Regions from separate parts of the Sus scrofa genome. Here region 1 is linked to region 2. Evidence: chromatin contacts called from public Hi-C data. All regions are on one chromosome and are shown on one strand. The core of a region is the stretch at or near the end of the contact, and the rest is flanking DNA. Distances in the headings are between cores, read along the strand shown. Region 1 overlaps NEDD4L (E3 ubiquitin-protein ligase NEDD4-like). Region 2 overlaps NEDD4L (E3 ubiquitin-protein ligase NEDD4-like).

Evidence for each region. Hi-C and Micro-C count contacts between places; a contact is called where the count stands out from the background.
Region 1: a contact with region 2 is called in a Hi-C map of liver, with 1.9 times the contacts expected there. The contact joins two enhancer-like sites. A contact is called at or near these places in 3 of 47 Hi-C or Micro-C datasets (liver and skeletal muscle).

The regions. Positions count from the first base shown.
Region 1 is chr1:162,489,883-162,494,670 of Sscrofa11.1, reverse strand. The region is part of intron 5 of NEDD4L (E3 ubiquitin-protein ligase NEDD4-like); the gene reads left to right. Among named protein-coding and RNA genes, the nearest start is that of MIR122, 160 kb to the right of the region's middle. Within about 2 kb of position 2,365, at least 20 of the 83 cell types and tissues checked have an H3K27ac peak or open chromatin away from gene starts, as enhancers often do. A contact at or near this core is called in liver and skeletal muscle, where this site is marked.
Region 2 is chr1:162,373,676-162,378,603 of Sscrofa11.1, reverse strand. NEDD4L (E3 ubiquitin-protein ligase NEDD4-like) reads left to right here. Exons shown (of 32, transcript XM_021073866.1): 28 at 676-735; 29 at 2,223-2,330; 30 at 3,555-3,651; 31 at 4,315-4,387. Among named protein-coding and RNA genes, the nearest start is that of MIR122, 46 kb to the right of the region's middle. Within about 2 kb of position 3,558, at least 10 of the 83 cell types and tissues checked have an H3K27ac peak or open chromatin away from gene starts, as enhancers often do. A contact at or near this core is called in liver and skeletal muscle, where this site is marked.

The sequences.
Region 1 (4,788 bases), core at 1,116-3,615, 120 kb before region 2:
GTGCACACAGAGTTGGGTGTGTGGGGAAAAGAGTTGGGTGCTTTGGAGGAACTAAGAGGGACCATGGCCATGCTAGAGTATGGTAAGTGAAAGGGATTAGTGATCTCGGGTGAGTTGGCCCCAGATCTTTTTTTTTTTTTTAATTGATTTTTATTTTTTCAGATCTTGTACGTCATAGAATATGTCCTCTCTGACATCACATGGAGGCACCTCAGTAGATAAGAAAACTTGAGTTACCTCAGCTTCTGTGGAGCCTGGAAAAATAAAATTGCTCTTTTTAAAAATACGAATCATGTGATTTTCCAGAGGAAAAACAACGGTTAGCGTCTCATGTCACCTTTCAGATGTATAATGTGTCCCTTCCTCTGGTTGTTCCTCTCACAGATTATAGGAAGGCACTTTTTGTTTCCTTTTCAAAATTCTGTGCCATGTATTTTGCCTCTGCTGAGATATTGTCAAAACAGTGCAGGCAGGACCTTAAGATCGCCTTACGTGTCTGTTCTTTCTTCTTTCTTTCTTTCCTTTCTTCTGCTGAGTCCACAGTATGTGAAAGTTCCAGGGCCAGGGATCAAAACCAAGTCACAGCAGTGACCCACACCACAGCAGCGATAACACCAGACCCTTCACCCACTGGGCCACCAGGGAGCTTCACCCTGCATGTCTTTAGATTCCATCTTCACGTTTGAAATGTTTGCCAGAGAAGGGGAAGCTGTTTTTGTTTTCCATTTTGGGGACACTTCTGGCTTGTGTCCATTGTGCTGACGACGCCATGTGGTTGTTGATAGCTAGGTGCTGGGTGATGTATGTAGAGTTTGTGATCTCATAACAAATTGGACTAATGTACGGATCCACTTGGGGAGCTGCAACTTGCCAGGTGCTCCATTTCAGACCAAGATGCTAGGGCTGTGTGACCACCAGTGAAGAGTTCAGATCTGGCCCTAAGACCTACGAGATTGTATCAGCATGTCCTTTGCAGAGTAAACACGGGAGGACAGTGTGGCAGAGGAGGATGACTGCAAATGTTTTCATCCCTCCCCCATCAAGAGGTAGTATTTCCCTTCCCCTTGAATCCCAGCTGGCCCTGCGAAAGCCGTGGCAGTGGTGCTGGGCTGGTTCTACATGGAGTCCGCATCCCGCCTGAGGGGAACTTGTGCTTTCAAGATCTGCTGCCATGTAAAGAAGCTCAAGGTAGCTTCATAGAGAAAAGTTCCTGCTTTCCACCACTGCCAGCACAGAGCCCAATAGGTGAGTGAAGCCTGGACGTTCCAGCTCCAGTCACCATCTAAGTGGCTGTTGTTGTTTTTAAGCCCCTGCATTTTGGGGTGGTTTGTTAGCAGCAGATCACCAAAAGCAACAGAGTTGTGGGGAAGTTAAACATTGCTTGTTCATCAGAGCCACCTCTGATAGGTAAGCTCAGCAGGGTGTGGGGCAGCGCGGTGTTCAGACAGCTGTTTTCCCGGAAGCTGGAGGAGGGCAGGCGTGCACAGGATGGGCAGACCAAATACCTCAGGGATACACTTGGCTTAGACAGCTGAGAAACAACTGCCACAGCCCAGAGGAGTGGAGAGTGGGTGTCTTGCTATCAGGAATGGAAATACTCAACTTGAAGGGAAAAAGATGTGTAGTTTAAGGAAACCCATCATGTTTTTAAAAGTTGCAGGAGAAACATTCTTAGCCTAGGCCTGTACCAAGATCCAGTTATTTGTTAAAATTTAGTTTATAGGTGGGTGGTAAAGAACGGTTCAGTATAGGATGTTAGTCTTAATTTTTTCCCCTTCCAAATGCTAGTGAATTTCAGGGTCCAATAAAATTTCGTTGACTATGTCCTCTAGGCTCTTGGAGCCATAGCAGTTGGTACAGGGTTTTTTGGGAGAAGGTGCTCAGGAAGCGGAATCAGTTGAGTTTCTATAGTAATTTGATTCGTTCTATAGTAATTTGATTCGTGTTAAATATAATTTAACTCTAAAGCAAAATCTGTTGTTACGTTTAAAGTCACAACAAACAACATTGGTTACAAAGCACACCTGTGTACTTTGTTGGCTTTTTCTCCAGGTCATGTGATTAACCACTACACATGCCTGTCTCAGACCAGAAAATGTCGCATGCAAAGAATTCCATGTTTCTTGAGTGATTTGTAAAGATACAAAGCCCAAGGGAGACATCCCGAGTGTGAAGGTGTGAGGCCCTGAGCAGCTTCCTCCCCAGGGAAACCACGGTCTGGCAGCTGCATCAGGTCCTCCCCTTGCCGCCTGAGTCGTGACCCCCTGGCCTTTCTGTCACAGCAGCCTCAGCAGCCTAGGGCCACACCCCACACCTGTTCCCTGGCCCAGACCGTGGGGCAGAGGTGGCACTCCATCTAGGGAAGGATGGAACGGGCAAGAGCAGGCACTTTACAAAGCAGAGGCTCCCATCTCTGGCCGAGCTCAGATCACCTGTGGGCAGCTGCTGTCGGCGGCGACCAGTCTCAGCCTGTCTGTCATCTCTTTGGGGCCATGTGGCCTCATGCCAGCAGGAGCAACTGGTTAGTTTAAGTCTTTGGCCTCTTTTGACACTTTTTCACGCTAATGTTTTGTTAGACTCTTGTTCAAGTCCAGTAGCAAAAGGAAAAATAAATGAATACTGGCCTTATGTTTAGGTTTTGCTTGCAGTTTTAAAAATAGCCTGCTGGAGTGTTTTAAATAAACAAAGCACTCGATTTAAGGTCCTCTTTCTGCCACTGACAGTTTCTCTGACCCCTGGTCATGTCACTTTTCTGAACCCACTTCCTTATTTGTTAAGTGACAGTGCGTGTGTTAGTGTTTCTGGAAGGAATAAATGAGGTAACTTTAAAAGCTCTGTCAGTGCTGATGTGCTGTACAAATGTGATTGATTTTATTATTGTTAAGAAAATACTTGCTAGAAAAAGTATAGTAATCCTTTTTTTCCTTCCTTAAGATGGCTTGAGAAGGATTTTAGGCTTAAGTGATTAAGGAAGGCCCCACATGTAACCAGCGAACCTCTTTGATTTGAACCATGCATCTGGCCGGACACTGGCCGCAGAATTGTCGGAATGCGTTGGCCGTGCACAGTTGTGAACTTTGATACCATTGTGCTAGGGCACTTTGCTGGAGTAGACCATGCCCTGCTATTGATCAAACATTTCTGTGTAGAGAGAATTGGTTTTTCCCTGGAGAGTATTTATTTCTTAGTGCCAGGCTCCAGGCTGGCCGTCCTACCCTCGGCCTTCTGCTTGGCAGCCATGCAGCCAGGTCATAAGGGGGAATTTATGGCAGGTCTTGGTAAGAATGCTGGACGAGGAGAAAGGTGACTTGGCTGTTGACGGGGAAGCGTGTTAGCTTTGGCATCTCTGGACCCACTTTGCCCTGGGGGCTTGGATTTAAACACTGCATCATGTGGGTTCCTTCCTGGGGGGAGGGGAGGAAGATTTAAGAAGGGGAAAGAAGAAATGCTTTGGTGAAAATAGAAGCAACAAATAAAGGATGGTGGGAGTTCCTGTCATAGCTCAGGAGTAACAAACCCAACTAATATCCATGAGTGCACAGGTTCGATCCTTGGCCTCACTCAGTGGATTAAGGATCCAGCATTGCTGTGAGCTCTGGTATAGGCCGCAGACCCGGCTTAGATCTGGCATTGCTGTGGCTGTGGTGTAGGCCAGTGGCTACAGCTCCAATTCGAACCCTAGACTGGGAGCTTCCATATGCCATGGGTGTGGCCCTAAAAATATTAAAATAAAATAGAAGATGGTAATTCTAGCATGATCCTTGAGGCAGCAGAGAAAGACAGGCTTTAGGCTGAGTTTCAGGAGCTCAGTTGCTGGGGGTGAGGGTGCATGGCTGGGGCTGTATATTCTGGACGTGTCCAGTTGGTTTGGGTAGCCTGGGAGCAGGGGAAAGAAAGGTTGTTGACCCAGCCTCTTGTTCACGGGGTAGATCTTGTAGTTGTGACAGTTCATTGTCCTCCAGTTGGTAGTTGCTAGATGTTAGTTGCTGGCTTGGTCATTGGTTCCATTTGTGTTTTTGGCTGGCTTCTCAGTAGGTATGAAAAGGGTAATTCAAACCTATGGCTTTTATTATTTTTAACCTTTTACAACTATGAAGGTAGATATCAGAAATTTAAATATATAAAAATTTGGGAGAGAAAATAGCCTATAAGTGTGTTTTGTATTTTGAGATTCTACAGTATATATATGTGTGTGTGTGTGTGTGTGTGTGTGTGTGTGTGTGTGTGAGAAATCCATTAACATATTCTACGAGCATGTTTTTAACTACTTCTGGATCATTGTTATAATCCACTGGTTGGATTGGCTAGGTAGGCTGTGGTCAAAAATTTCAGTTTTTCTAAGCATCCCGGATGATTCTAATGCAGGTGGTCTGTGACCCACTTCAAGAAACCCTAGTCTAGGAGATGTTAAATGATGCTTTGTTTAAAGACTGACAACCTTGGAAATATTTTCTCCTTGCCTTATTTATTTTCAGTGGTAGTGCCATTGTTTGAGAAATATAAAACATGACTTCTTTTTTAGAACAAAAGAAAATACTGAAGGGTATCAGTAATCCCATCTAGTTCTTTTTTAGCATTGACCCTCAGGGCTAAGAAATCCAGAGAGGCCTTCTCTCTATTGGAAATCTGTGTATTTCACCACAATGTGTAATGCTCGTTCTGGAGCTTGGGGTCTGACTTCTCAATATGGCCGAAGCCATTTGAAGATCAGAAACATTGGAGGCATCTTGCTCTCTCTGTCCATATCCACTCGGCAGCCAGACCCTGTCATTTCTCCCTCCTGCAGCT
Region 2 (4,928 bases), core at 2,309-4,808:
GATGCTCTCTTAAGCCCACCCCAGCTCAGCTCCCTGCACATGGTGAACAAAGCGCCAACCCAGGCAGAACGCTCAAAAAAAATTCCAGGACGTAGGGTGTAACCTGCGAGTTAGACGCACTCAAGAACAGCAGGTTTCATCCCACCTGGCCCACCCAGGTAATCACACACTCAGAAACCAGCCACACACCAGGCTGGGCAACGTGGAGCGTCCGTGCTGGGTCACCGCATTGGTCAGTGATCACTAACCTGGGACCTGGGGCAGGTTTTCTGTACTCCCTGTCTCCTCTCTCCTGACCACGCTGCTTCCTCTCCTCTTTCATCTGTATGCCTCCCAGACCTTATTCTCGAATGGCTCACTTGCATGCCTGTGCCTCTGAGGACACCCTGAGTCACAGTGGTGTGTCATAAGTGGCTTTTGGAATCCACCTGCCTGCAGCAACCCCTATTTTCATAATGTTTCAAAAATTACTCAAGTGCCTGAATCTGCTTGAGTCTACTGCTTTTCAAAATTTTACATTGTGACTATGCTGTTTTTATTTGAAATTACCAACTACTGATAGCTGCAAATCATCAGTGAACAATGTATTTTTCTAGCTAACTGAAAAAAGTTTATCCTGTGAAATGTCTCTTTCAAGGAAAAAGGTGTTAAGAATGATTTTTTTTTTCCTTTCAGGGATTCACGGAACTGCTTCCTATTGATTTGATTAAAATTTTTGACGAAAATGAGCTGGAGGTTTGTAAACATTTGTGTAAAGGAGATTTTTTAAGTATCTCATTACCTCACAGATGATATTTTAATATTCTAGATTCATAATGTCCCGGCGAGTAAGCTTACATGACTTTCTAATTCAGGTCTTTTAGGGGCTTGCCTGATTGCTGATCGGGGAGTGGGGAATAGCAGAAGTGGTCACCTGTAGGTTCCTGGCCCAGGAGAGGGACATAGCAGGCGGGGAGGGGGCTCTGAGCTGGTGCACCATGAGGGGAAAACTGCTGTTGTTAGTAGAGCTGGGGTGGCAGCACCCTGTTCCCAGGGCGCGGCCGGCTGAGGGCCCTGCACTTCCACACACCCACCCATGGCATCCGAGTGGGGACTTGGCCAGGAGCGAGTGCGGGCGTCCACGAGGGGCTGTAGAGAGGGGTCTCGATGAACTCGAAGTGGGCTGTGTAGAGTAAGAAGGCAGGTCGAAAGCAGCAAGGTGGTGGTCCTTGTGCACCAGCTTAGCTTGTGCCAGCTGCTTGGTGTTGGTGTGGATGAGAATTGGGAATTTCAAAAGCAGAGGGATCTCTCTGCCTTTGTGTTGAAAGGAACAGCAGAAGGAAGGCTGTGTCTGTTAAGAGGCCATCTGATAGGACTCCGTTGCCATTTGTCCAGACCACGTCCAATGACGTGTTCCCATAGATGGGCTTTCTGTTCTTCTACCTTAAGAGGCAAAAGTCCAGATAGATGACGTCATAGGCATCATGCAGAAGAGGCCCTTGGTTTGATAGAAACTGAGGGCGGGAGCAGTTAATGACCTCGCAGGGTTACCCAGCAGGGTTTTGGCACAGTCAGGCCTGTGAACCCAGCTTTCGAGCCTCTAGTTTAGTTTTTTTTGCATTTTACTCTGGTGCCTCTGCAGGAATATCATGCATTTGTCCACAGGAAACCTGCCCTTCAGAGGGTTCGGTAATAAGAAAAGTGGACCTAAGATTGTAAGTCAGAGAAGCGATTACTGCGTTAGTGCTGGTGCAGCCACGGACCTCTGGGCACATGAGTTTGCCGCCCTCACCTGGGTCGATGGATCTGGGGGAGATGCGTTCTTACTGTCATAAAACTCGAGTTCTTTTGTGAGTGGGGAGGTGGTTTCACATCTTGAGACAAGTAACCTCTCAGAAGGGGAAACAGCCAAAATAATGAGCAGATGTAAATGCAGTGTGAGAAGATCCCTGAGCGAGGTGCTGAGATTAGCGGGCAGGGAAGGCGATCTGGCCTTGGAACTTCCCGTGGGAGATGGGTAGCCATACAGGTTTTAGACCGGGCCCCTGTTACCGCTGCTGTCTGATCTGCAGCAGGGAGGCTTTGGAACACATGTCCCTCCCTTCGTTTGTATCTGTGCATCACTGGCCTGTCTTGCTTGGCACACACCGTGGCTCTGTCCTTGAGGAAGGGCCTTATCTCTGCGTGTGTTTCTTTGGCTTTCGAGGAGTGCCCCCTTTAACTCTGGTCCATCTCCCTCCCAGTTGCTGATGTGCGGCCTTGGTGATGTGGATGTGAACGACTGGCGACAACATTCTATTTACAAGAATGGCTACTGCCCAAACCACCCTGTGATTCAGTGGTTCTGGAAGGTAAGGCCAGGACCGGTCCCTGCTGCTCCTCCTGGGTCGGGTAGGGGGCCCTGTGCTGCTTCCCACGGTCCTGCTGCTGGAAGTCGGGGCGCTGCTGGCACCTGGCCTGCTGGGAGAGAAGAGCCGGCTGAATCCAAAGCAGCCCATCCTGCTGCTCTTCTGTAACTGTGGTAGACAGCAGTCTTGAAGCAGCCACCTGATTAACATGCTTTTGTTTGAGGATATCATTCAGGAGGATGATTCTGAAAAGCGAGATTCAAGAATTGGAACTAATCCTCCAAAGTGTAACCAAGAATGGGAGATTTCTCAGGGCAAAAACATGCTTTGGGACTGACTTTTCTAAGATGCCACTTTGGATTAAAAAACCCTTTTCCCAGATTTTTTTTTTTTCCCCCTGGTTAATTTCAACAAACATTATGATCTTTACATCTTTCAATCAAAGATACAGATAAAATCTGCTGTGCTCTCTGAAGGCCAGTGTTTGCATCCTGTTCAGCTTAGGAGAGAAGTGACAGAGAAAGTGGGGGTGGGTCCAAGGGAGAGATGGTAAACTGAGGAAAGAATAGTCACAGGGAAGAAAAGCTGATTATTTATTTGTGTTACTAATAATACTTCAGGTGCCAATAGCGAAACATAGAGAAAAGAAAAACAGAACCTTCAAATCCCCAAATCCTCATCCAAGTCTCGCTCAGCTTTAAGTTTGAATATTTTTTATTTCAATTCAAGGGGCTTTACCAGTGAAGGCAACTCGATTCTTAGAATAATTCAGATACATAAGATACACAGATTATTTCAGAGGCTACCCTGGCCTCTGTTTTTCTTTCTTTTTATAAAATGTTATCTTTAGAGAATTTGTCTATAGTCAGCAATCCCACCACATAACCTGGGTTCCCCCTGGGTCAACACTTCTCAAACTGTCTATGTTTATAGTTGGCCGGGGGCCACTGGCAAGCCTCATACAGAAACCTGAGCTCAGGGCCATTAGTGAGTTTGCTTTGAACACCACTTCTTTTGACCAGTTGGCAGAAGAAGAAAGAGACCTTGTGATCTCTCGCTCTCTGAGATCACAGAGGCCAGTACTGTGGTGACCGTAGGAAACCGCTTTTAGGGTCAATGGTCTAGATCTTCGGCTGCAGGGTAGTGAGGTTGTTTTGCCTGTCTGCATCACAGCAGCACGGGCCATGTGTCACATGGGCTCACCTGACCTTCTGCCTCCGTTCATAGGCTGTGCTGCTGATGGACGCCGAGAAGCGGATCCGGTTACTGCAGTTCGTCACCGGGACGTCCCGAGTACCTATGAATGGATTTGCCGAGCTTTATGGTGAGCAGGACACCTTTAGATTTTGTTCTCCTCTAGCCAGGCATCAGCTGCAGCCCGAGAAGAGTGCCTCCAGGCCCCTAGACAAGTGGACTTTGCACGGACCCTGAAGAGATGGGGCAATGTGCCCTCCTCTCAGCTGTGTGTGTAGTTCCCTTTACATGAAGGGGCAGGGGAGGGGGTCTTTTTTGTTTTCATGCAGAGAGTCCTAACATTGGTCTTTTCTTTTTTTTGGTGGGGGGGGGAGTTTTGTTTTTTGGTATATCTTCACAAACAACCGGATTTTGCAGAATCATTCCTGTGTTTGTAAACAGAATATTTAAGGCACTCCTTCCCTCCATGAGGCATATTCAAGGTCATGTTTCATTTTTTTCCCCCCAGAAGTAGTTCGAAATTTAAACTTCACGGGTTGGACTGAAAGGCTGTAGATGTCCGCATGTCCATATGTTGTCACGTCTGTTGTGTTCAGCTTGGCGCGATTCCAGTCTGACAGTGGCACAGAGTCTGTGTCATGAGGTTGTGCAGACCCCTTGCTTGCCCCGTTGTTAAACAGCCTCAGAGGGGGTCTCGGGCCCCCCGCCCCTCCCTTTCCTTTATCCCCTCCTTCACCATGTTCCTCTGCCTTGAGCCCTCTAAGCGTCTATTTTTCTTTGTTCTTTCATCTAGGTTCCAATGGTCCTCAGCTGTTTACAATAGAGCAATGGGGAAGTCCTGAGAAACTGCCCAGAGCTCACACATGGTGAGTGACGGAAAACCACCTGGTTGTCAACAAATAGTATTTTAAACATTTAGCGAGTATACTGCCGGGCTAGAGGCTAGAATGCTGTGTTCCCTGCCCATTCAGAATTTTGAGTATGAAATGTCAGTGATGCTGATGAAATTAAACCAAAATTTGAAGGGGGTCCTGTTGGAGATGTGAAGGCTTAAACCCACCCTTCCTGCTTCCTGCGGGGAGTTCCTCTCCCAAACTCCATCCTTCCGCAGTTATTCTGGGAAGCAGAAATTTCCCTGTGTATCCGCATGTGGATATGACAGCTCCCAGCCTCTCAACAGACTGGGTTTTTCCTCCCACCTTAAATTGGTCCAGAGCTATGGATAAATTCCCTGTAGCCACGTTGGTTAAAGGCCTTCCATGGCCAGCCAGAAGCCATCAGTCAGTGGGATTTGGTAGCGTCATTGGCCCGAGGAGTGTCAGGTCTGACCAAGGACCCCTGCCCAGGGAGACGCGCTGGCACAGCTGCGCTGAGGAGTTCTCCAGGCTGCGGGGTAGAGGGAGAGTT